Regions from separate parts of the Danio rerio genome. Here region 1 is linked to region 2. Evidence: chromatin contacts called from public HiCAR-type data. All regions are on one chromosome and are shown on one strand. Each heading gives the region's core, a stretch centred on a gene start, on an enhancer-like site or on the middle of the called end of the contact. The rest is flanking DNA. Distances are from core to core; before and after follow the strand shown. Region 1 has its middle 32 kb from the start of abca4a. Region 2 holds the start of arhgap29a (Rho GTPase activating protein 29a).

The links. HiCAR-type assays count read pairs that join an accessible place to other places.
Region 1: a contact with region 2 is called in a HiCAR-type map of caudal fin, with 5 times the contacts expected there. The contact joins the enhancer-like site here to the promoter of arhgap29a in region 2. A contact is called at or near these places in 6 of 18 Hi-C or Micro-C datasets (caudal fin, embryo and an unstated tissue) and 2 of 4 datasets of contacts at active chromatin or transcription factors (caudal fin and gastrula embryo).

The regions. Positions count from the first base shown.
Region 1 is chr24:32,772,834-32,776,961 of GRCz12tu, forward strand. No RefSeq gene overlaps it. Among named protein-coding and RNA genes, the nearest start is that of abca4a, 32 kb to the left of the region's middle. Within about 2 kb of position 1,533, at least 14 of the 62 cell types and tissues checked have an H3K27ac peak or open chromatin away from gene starts, as enhancers often do. A contact at or near this core is called in caudal fin, where this site is marked.
Region 2 is chr24:32,623,039-32,627,173 of GRCz12tu, forward strand. arhgap29a (Rho GTPase activating protein 29a) reads left to right here and starts at 2,378. Exons shown (of 23, transcript XM_688135.10): 1 at 2,378-2,490.

The DNA of each region.
Region 1 (4,128 bases), core at 283-2,782, 150 kb after region 2:
TTATACTTTTGCGTCAAGCACAAGCGTATGGTCCAGTGCAGCCTTTACTTGGTCGCATAGCCTTCACCGTGGCTGATGCACACCTCTCAAAAAATGTAACTACACGTTGCATTAATTAATCAATGAATTAAACAAAAAGCATGGAGTCTCATAAACTGATTTATTTTCACTACCTTTCTGGACCTTTGAAGTGCTAGTGACAGAAACCTCAGACACAGACACTAAAAATATAGTATAGTATCATAGTAATGTATATATATATATATATATATATATATATATATATATATATATATATATATATATATATATATATATATATATATATATGTTACTATATATATAAAACATATATATGTTTTATATATTTACATTTGTGCAGTGTTGCCAACTATTTTAAACGAAAAGGGGATAAGCTCTGCCCAAAAAAGTTACTAAATGTTGCTAGATTACATCATACGTCATCATCTCAAACTGTTTTTGTTTGTTTAACAGCCTATGGTTAATAAAGGGGTATTTATATTTTCACTGCACTTTATGTGTGCATGACAATTTAACTAAACAGTTTATCTAAGGGGGGTGGCATCACCTGCAGCGCGTTGAGAAGATTAGGAATGTTACTGTATGCACACATGACTCAAATCTCCAGGAACACAAAAAAAAAAAAAAAAAAAAAATTATTTTTGAAGTTTATTCTCACTGATATTTCAGTTTTTTTTTTACACAAATGCGTGATTAGAAACAGGAGATTGTTTAACCCTGAACTTCTGTTTCATTAGGGTGTAAATATAAGGTTGAACACAGACTAAAATAACTCAGTCATTCATCACAATTGGTAAAAACAAATAACAGAGCTGGGTTTTTTGTTAGTTTTTTGAAGCAAAAGGTAATTAAGCTTCACATAATGGAGAAGTGGCTTCGAGAAAATAGCAGAATGCCCATTCCCACCATCAAGGCAATAAGTTGACATTCTAGTCAACTAGAAGTGCTGTAAATCAGCGGGAAAAAGATTTCTGTCTGTGTTTATCTCTGGTATGAGGATGGTTTGAGTAGCCAAAGAATCTCCAGGAATCAAAGCTTTAGAATTGCAGTGCTTAGTTGAGGTCAAAAAGTCTCCAAACATAAAAATCAAAATTAAAAGAGTTTCAAACAAAAAAACAAACTCAGTCATTTTCAGTTTTTTTAGTTAATATTTAGAGCAAAAGACTAAAAGGTTCAACAATAAAAACGCTCTAATTCCACACAGATGAATGGTACTGGTGTGATTGTTTGTGTTTCTGCTGTTTCTTTCAGCTCCATTCTGTAATGACCTCATGAAGGATTTGGAGTCCAATCCGGTCACAAGGATTGTGTGGCGTTCGGTCAAGCCTTTCCTGATGGGCAAAATCCTGTACGCTCCCGATTCCCCCGCTGCCAGACAGATCATTAAAAACGTAAGAGAGAAAAGCTCTTCTTTTGACTACACACACCTGGAACAACAGCGTAATGATGCAACGGCTAATCTCGCTCCGGGCCTGTCAGATAAATCAGTGTATAGCTGCTGAAGTGTCAGCAGGTTTGCTCGAGGGGGAAATGACGCAGGACTGGCGGGTTCCCATAGAGGCTACGTGTGTTTAAGAGCACATGAGAGCCAGCAGACTGCCTTTAGCTCATTCATATTGTTATGCAAGCAGGAATGCAGGCTTTTTTGTGGCTGGGTGCTTTGTGAATAAATTTACGCATTTAACCGCATGATCTTAGCATTTATATTACTCAAACAACTGAACATCCCTTATTTTCATATCCCAATGTTGACACGTATGTTATCAGGCTTGACGGGTTGTCTCTACTACCAAATGGTACTTAATCGGTGGTAGGTGTGGTGTACGAGAAAGTTGCAGTCGACATTATTTTTGCTTGAAGTTCACACATCCTATAAGAAGCACTTCTTACTAAACAAAGGCTTTAATATAATAAATACTTATGTATAAATAAATGTTAATTACTAGCCTTTCTATGAACAGGGTTTGATTATAGCTGCAGATCAGTGATAATGTGAAATAGCCCACTGTAACGTCTGTAATTATATAAAATTTAAAAAAATAATAAATAAAGAGACTACTAAATAATTAATAATAAATAAAGCGTACCGACCCGTACTGGGATGCGTTTCCCAAAACCATCGTTAGCCAACTAAGGTTGCAAGTTCCGTCTATAATAGTATTATATATTAGTTATAATATACTATTAGTTATAATAGTTATAACAATTTCTCAAAAAATATCTCTCACATTATTCTGCTATTAAACAGAAACAAATTTGATAATCCTGACTTATCTAAAAGGAAAAAGTCTAGTCACATTGACATCTGACTTATTTTAAATGGTTATGTGCCTTTTATACAGTGTATGTAAACTTCTGGTTTCAACTGTAAATGCTATGTGGCCTTAATTTGTAAGTATAAATGGCCTATTTCAAAAGCATTAAAATGTTCAACAAGTAAATGATCCAAAATCATAGTAATATTTGTAATATCAGTATTTAACACAAAATGACGTTTTACACACATATAATCTCTTTCTGTGCTACATTCCATCATTTACAGTACAAAACACTACTGTATATTTATTTCAGATTTAGTCCCACTCCATGAAGAGTTTTGATCAAGGCCACAATATACTGTAAAAATAGTAATGACATAAATTCAAGACAACAGTTTAATAAGTTAACCAGGTTTTAACTAAAGTTTAATTTAAGATTTCTAATCAGTTTTATTGATGTAAGTTGAGATGACTAGAAAAATTCATTTGATTCAACAAAAATTATTAAGGCAGCAACATTTTTTTTTACTGTGTGATGATTGCACCTACAGCTTTTCAGGATATTTTAACCACTAAGCCACACTGTTGTCTCTCTCATGAGCTTCAGCTTTTTGGAAATCTTTTCTTTGGGAAAGAGTGGAAGGGTGCTAGAGAAAGGGAAGGAGGGCGGCAAGGGCTTGAGTGGTCTGTGGGACAGGCTGAGGTGTGGACATGCTTGCCCTGGGCAATGGGCCATGGCTCTGCTCCCATCAGATCAGCTCTACAGGGCTTCAGTTTCTCTATTTATGCAGCAGGGCTTTCTGTGGGACTCTGTAAACTGCTCCTGGTGGGAATGTAGCCATTCTGTGGTCAAACTTGAAGCAGACGACCAGTTGCCACAGCCTGAGTGTATCGCTCTGACTATGACATTGAATGCTGAAAAAACAGATTCTCAAGCAAGCAGGACGTGCAGTTGAGAGGAAAGAAGGAAACAAACCATACATGCCAAATTAATAGTAATTAACTCCATTTTTTTTAACTACAGTTGATGGTGAAATCATTAGTCCTGTAATTCTTTTCAAATATTTCTCAGGTGCTGATAAATGGAGAGATTTTTTTCAACACATTTTTAAGCAATAGTTTTAATGACTAATTTAATATTTTTTTTAAACTGTGTTTTTATTAAAGTTTTTATAAACATAGTATACAAATAACATTTACTTAGAATGTTTACAATCACAAAAAAAGAAACAAATAAATAGAAAATAATCACTGATAGAAATTATAATAATAGATAAATAATAGTGGTAGCTTAAAATAAACAAATAAATAAATAAATAAATAAATAAGTAAATAAATAAATAAGTAAATAAGTAAATAAATAAATAAATAAATAAATAAATAAATAAATAAATATAAAGTAATAAGGGGGAACAACAAAAGTTGAAAAATAAATAAATTCCGTAAATAAATAAAGGCAATAACTACAACAAAGATAAAGCCCCTGACAGCCTTTCAAAGGTCAAAAGGATGTTTTAATTAATGCCAGTCTATTAAAAAAAGTCTGATCTCAACTGCAAACCTGTAGTAATTTTCTCAAATATATATATATATATATATATATATATATATATATATATATATATATATATATATATATATATATATATATATATATATATATATATATATATATATATATATATATATATATATATATATATATATATATATATATAGATATATTTGTTTCAGCATTTATGTCCATTCTGTCAAAGTAAGTTGGCAGGTCTTCATCCAGGTCACTGTAATTATCTTCCTAGTCGTTATTAATAATATATGTAGTGCA
Region 2 (4,135 bases), core at 1,128-3,627:
AGTTTGCATGTTCTCCCCGTGTGCGCATGGGTTTCCTTCGGGTGCTCCGGTTTCCCCCACAGTCCAAAGATATGCGGGTATAGTTGAATTGGCTTTAGTGTATGAGTGTGAATGAGTGTGTATGCATACTGGGTAGCAGCTGGAAGGGCATCCGCTGTGTAAAACATATGCTGGAATAGTTGGCGGTTCATTCTGCTGTGGCGACCCCAGATATATAAAAGACTATGCTGAAGAAAAATAAATATTAGAAAAAGTATGGTATGCAAATGTATTACAATGCAGAATATTCTATTGTGATTGTAAATTGTAAATAAAATATGAGCTATGGCTGAGTTAATGCAACTAAAATTATTAAAACAAGGAATTAACTAGGCAGGTTTGATAAGCTTACAGATAAGGGAAAAAAGAAGACAAAGAGTTCACAATATCTGTCTTTCCATGTCTTTTCGTAGAAAAAGAAAAAAAAAAAACAGCAGCTAGGATTTACAAATTATTTCACTTCCTTGTTACTAATTATTAACTATTATTAAACTGTCAGGGTTATTTATTGGCTTGAGCTGGCCAAGACGATTGATGTCTTCCACCCCCTTAACGCTTAGATGAATATTTGCTGTAATAATATTTCTATGGTGATATATATTTCTATACTAACATTTCCTGTTATTTCCTGCACAACAGGCTAATAATAATGTCCTTATATGTAACTATCAGTCAGTTTATAAGATTATATTGCATTGCTCTGCCACATCTGAAATGCCAAGCATCCGCTGTAATGTAATATTTTGTAAAGTCTGTCTCCTTGTTCTGTGAAATGAGCTGTCAGGCCGGATTGACTGGTTCACTGCAGTGATGTATGATGCTTTATGTAAACCATATCTGCTGAGGGAATGACAGTATTAGTGCTTGACCATAAATAAGGGACAACATATGATTAGATTTCAGAGTTACACTTTTTTTTTCTTTTAGTGTGGTTTATTGTGAAAATTTGGGCAATTTTAACATTTCTGGATGTTTTAAATGTTCTGGGGAATTGTTTGGTCACTGTCTTGTCTTTGGTTAATGTTGTGAAGCACTCTAAAGACAATAAACCATTATTAACTGCATGTGTAAAACTGCAGGTGTGGGTGGAAACGGAGGACAGATATACAGGGTGGGCCATTTATATGGATACACCTAAATAAACTTATTGGGATATTCACAAAAAAATAAAAAAATAAAATTGTGTGCTTGGTTTTAACGTAATTGTGTTCTTTCATGAGTTATTTACAAGCCCCCTCACATATACTAATGTGACACAAACAAGACATTAATATCACCAACCATTGCCATTTTATTAAGATGTATCCATATAAATGGCACACCCTGTGTGTATATATATATATATATATATATATATATATATATATATATATATATATATATATATATATATATATATATATATATATATATGTGTGTGTGTGTGTGTGTGTGTGTGTGTGTGTGTGAGTTATTATTGAAAACTAAAATTAAAAACTTAAAAATAGTTTTCTTTACTTTATTTTTTATTCCAGATTCTCAGATTTGTTAGTTAAAGCTAACGTTTAACAAATATGAGTGAATAAAAAACAAAACTTGTAATAAATAAACAAACTTATTTAAACAATAATACGGGCGAGGCAGTGGTGCAGTAGTTTAGTGCTGTCGCCTCACAGCAGGAAGGTCACTGGGTCGCTGGTACGAACCTTGGCTCAGTTGGCGTTTCTGTGTGGAGTTTGCATGTTCTCCCTGCCTTCGCGTGGGTTTCCTCTGGGCGCTCCGGTTTCCCCCACAGTCCAAAGACATGCTGTACAGGTGAATTGGGTAGGCTAAATTGTCCGTAGTGTATGAGTGTGTGTGTGTGGATGTTTCCCAGAGATGGGTTGCGGCTGGATAAAAACTTGTTGGATAAATTGGTGGTTCATTCACTGCAGTTTATATTTAAATGATTGATTACAGTAATCCATTTTCCAAAGACTAAATGCTAACTTTGCTTTGTGTTCCCTGTTTTATAGCTCCGGCCACTAGATGGATCAAATCTCTATCCAAAACAGAACCTCTCCTATGGCTCTCAGTTAATTTCTAATCTGGAGCACAGATTTACAATTCCTTAGCGATTTGTGATGGTCTTAAATATCAAACATCGACAATAAATTATAAAAACTTTCCACTTAAACCACTATTTAATATTTTTTCAGAAAAACTGAAGCCCTGTGGGTCAATAAATCGACAGTAGTGCATGTACACCTGCAGTCAGAGGGCGGAAACCCAGCCTCTCAGCTCACCAGAGCCAATCAGAAGTTGGATGGACGCTAGAAGGCGGGGTGAAGCCGAGCGGAATGTGAATCTCACACAGACACAGCATTATTTCGGTTTTCGTGACTGAAGGGACCGGGGATTTAACGGTGTTTCGGATATATTTTGGCTTCAAGTGTATATGCGCAATTGCAATGATCCAGATGTGCTTTTTAAGTAAGTGAATATTTTAGAATTTTATACTGATTTATTGGTACTCGACTAGTGGAGTTTGATACGTTATGATACTTCTGTACGTTATGTGAATTACTTCAGGAGTATTTTGAATAGACATTTAGACGCGTGATGCTCGTTTAACATCAACACAGAAAAAGTTCTGCAACTTTACGAGGTGTATGCAAGTTTTGCGAAGTTTAGAGTTAGTTTTATTTACCTCAAAACTTATATGTCTATTTGAGGATTTTGTCCGGCATTTGATGATGGACTTGATGTGTTTTAATATTGTGTTCAGTATTGCAGTACACTTTAATGTTGATTTATTTATTATTTCTTTGCTTAGCTTTTTTCCACATGTTATATGCCATATTGTTAAGCTATTCTTCTGTTAGGGACCATAAAAGGTTTGCATTTTTTGTATAGTCTAATTTATGGTTGGGAGGATTTGTCAAATTGTGTGTGATGGTAATGCCATTTTTCAGTTTTTGTAGAAAAGGTTTTAAACTAGCTGACATAACTAGTTGTCAAATCTAGAGTTCTTTACAATGAAATGAATTGTTTCTGAAATAATAATACTGTCCTCTTTGGCATAAAGCAACATTCAGAAAATAAATTAAAAATCTGATCTTTAAGCTTAATTGATTACTTCTGTTTCTCTGGCAGTTTTCATTTCATCATAACCTTATAGAAAACATTTTTAAAAGTTTGGTTGGTTCGAAATATTTGGTGCTATGATGATAATAGTACTATTACAATTGTAAACTGTACACTTATTTTTTAATGATAAAGATAATTATAACTTCGATGGGATTTACAGTGCTCGAGTACACCCCATTTAGAAAATGAATATTTTTTATAAATTTCTCAGTGAATATGGGTAATATATATTGGTGCATTTGAACAAAACAGATTTATTAAACAGATATATTTATTAATATAATATTTTAGTCACAGAAACATCTTTAGAAATGGAAAGATAATACAAATATATTCATGCGAAATATTGCAAAACAAAAATACAAACTACATCATTTTAACAAAATTTTATATATTTTTGTTTCTCTTGATTTTTGCTATTTGTAAAAAATTTATTAAATATTTTTCCCCAACATATGCATTTGGGCTAGTAATGTTTGAATTTATTTTGTCAGATAAGCTCCAGATTTGGCTTCAACACTAACTAAACTATATGCACAAATTAAATATTGTAAAGCATCTTACAGAAAATATGAATTTAAATGAGAGATTTGTGGGGGTGTACTCATATATGCTGAGCACTGTGTATGTTTTAAATGATGGAATACATCTTGTTGACAATTGAGCAAAACCAAGTCGGTTGAAGGATTTTTACAAAGTATAAAAATCTAAATGTGCAATTACTTAGTAATTTAAGCTTTCATTGTCATTCTTTTAATGTGCCATCTAATGATTCTTGATGTAAATACTGTATGCCTGACAAGATTTTTGTTAGTGTGTAAACTGTTTTTACACTGAACACTAAATGACATTTTAGTGTGTGCCCTCTGTATATCATAGAAAAAACATATAATAATATGAACTTTCTAATATGATTTGGGTATCTTTTTCATTTTTGAATGTTCGTACAAAACCCACTGTTGATTTTATAAAAATAGATGTTTTTGAC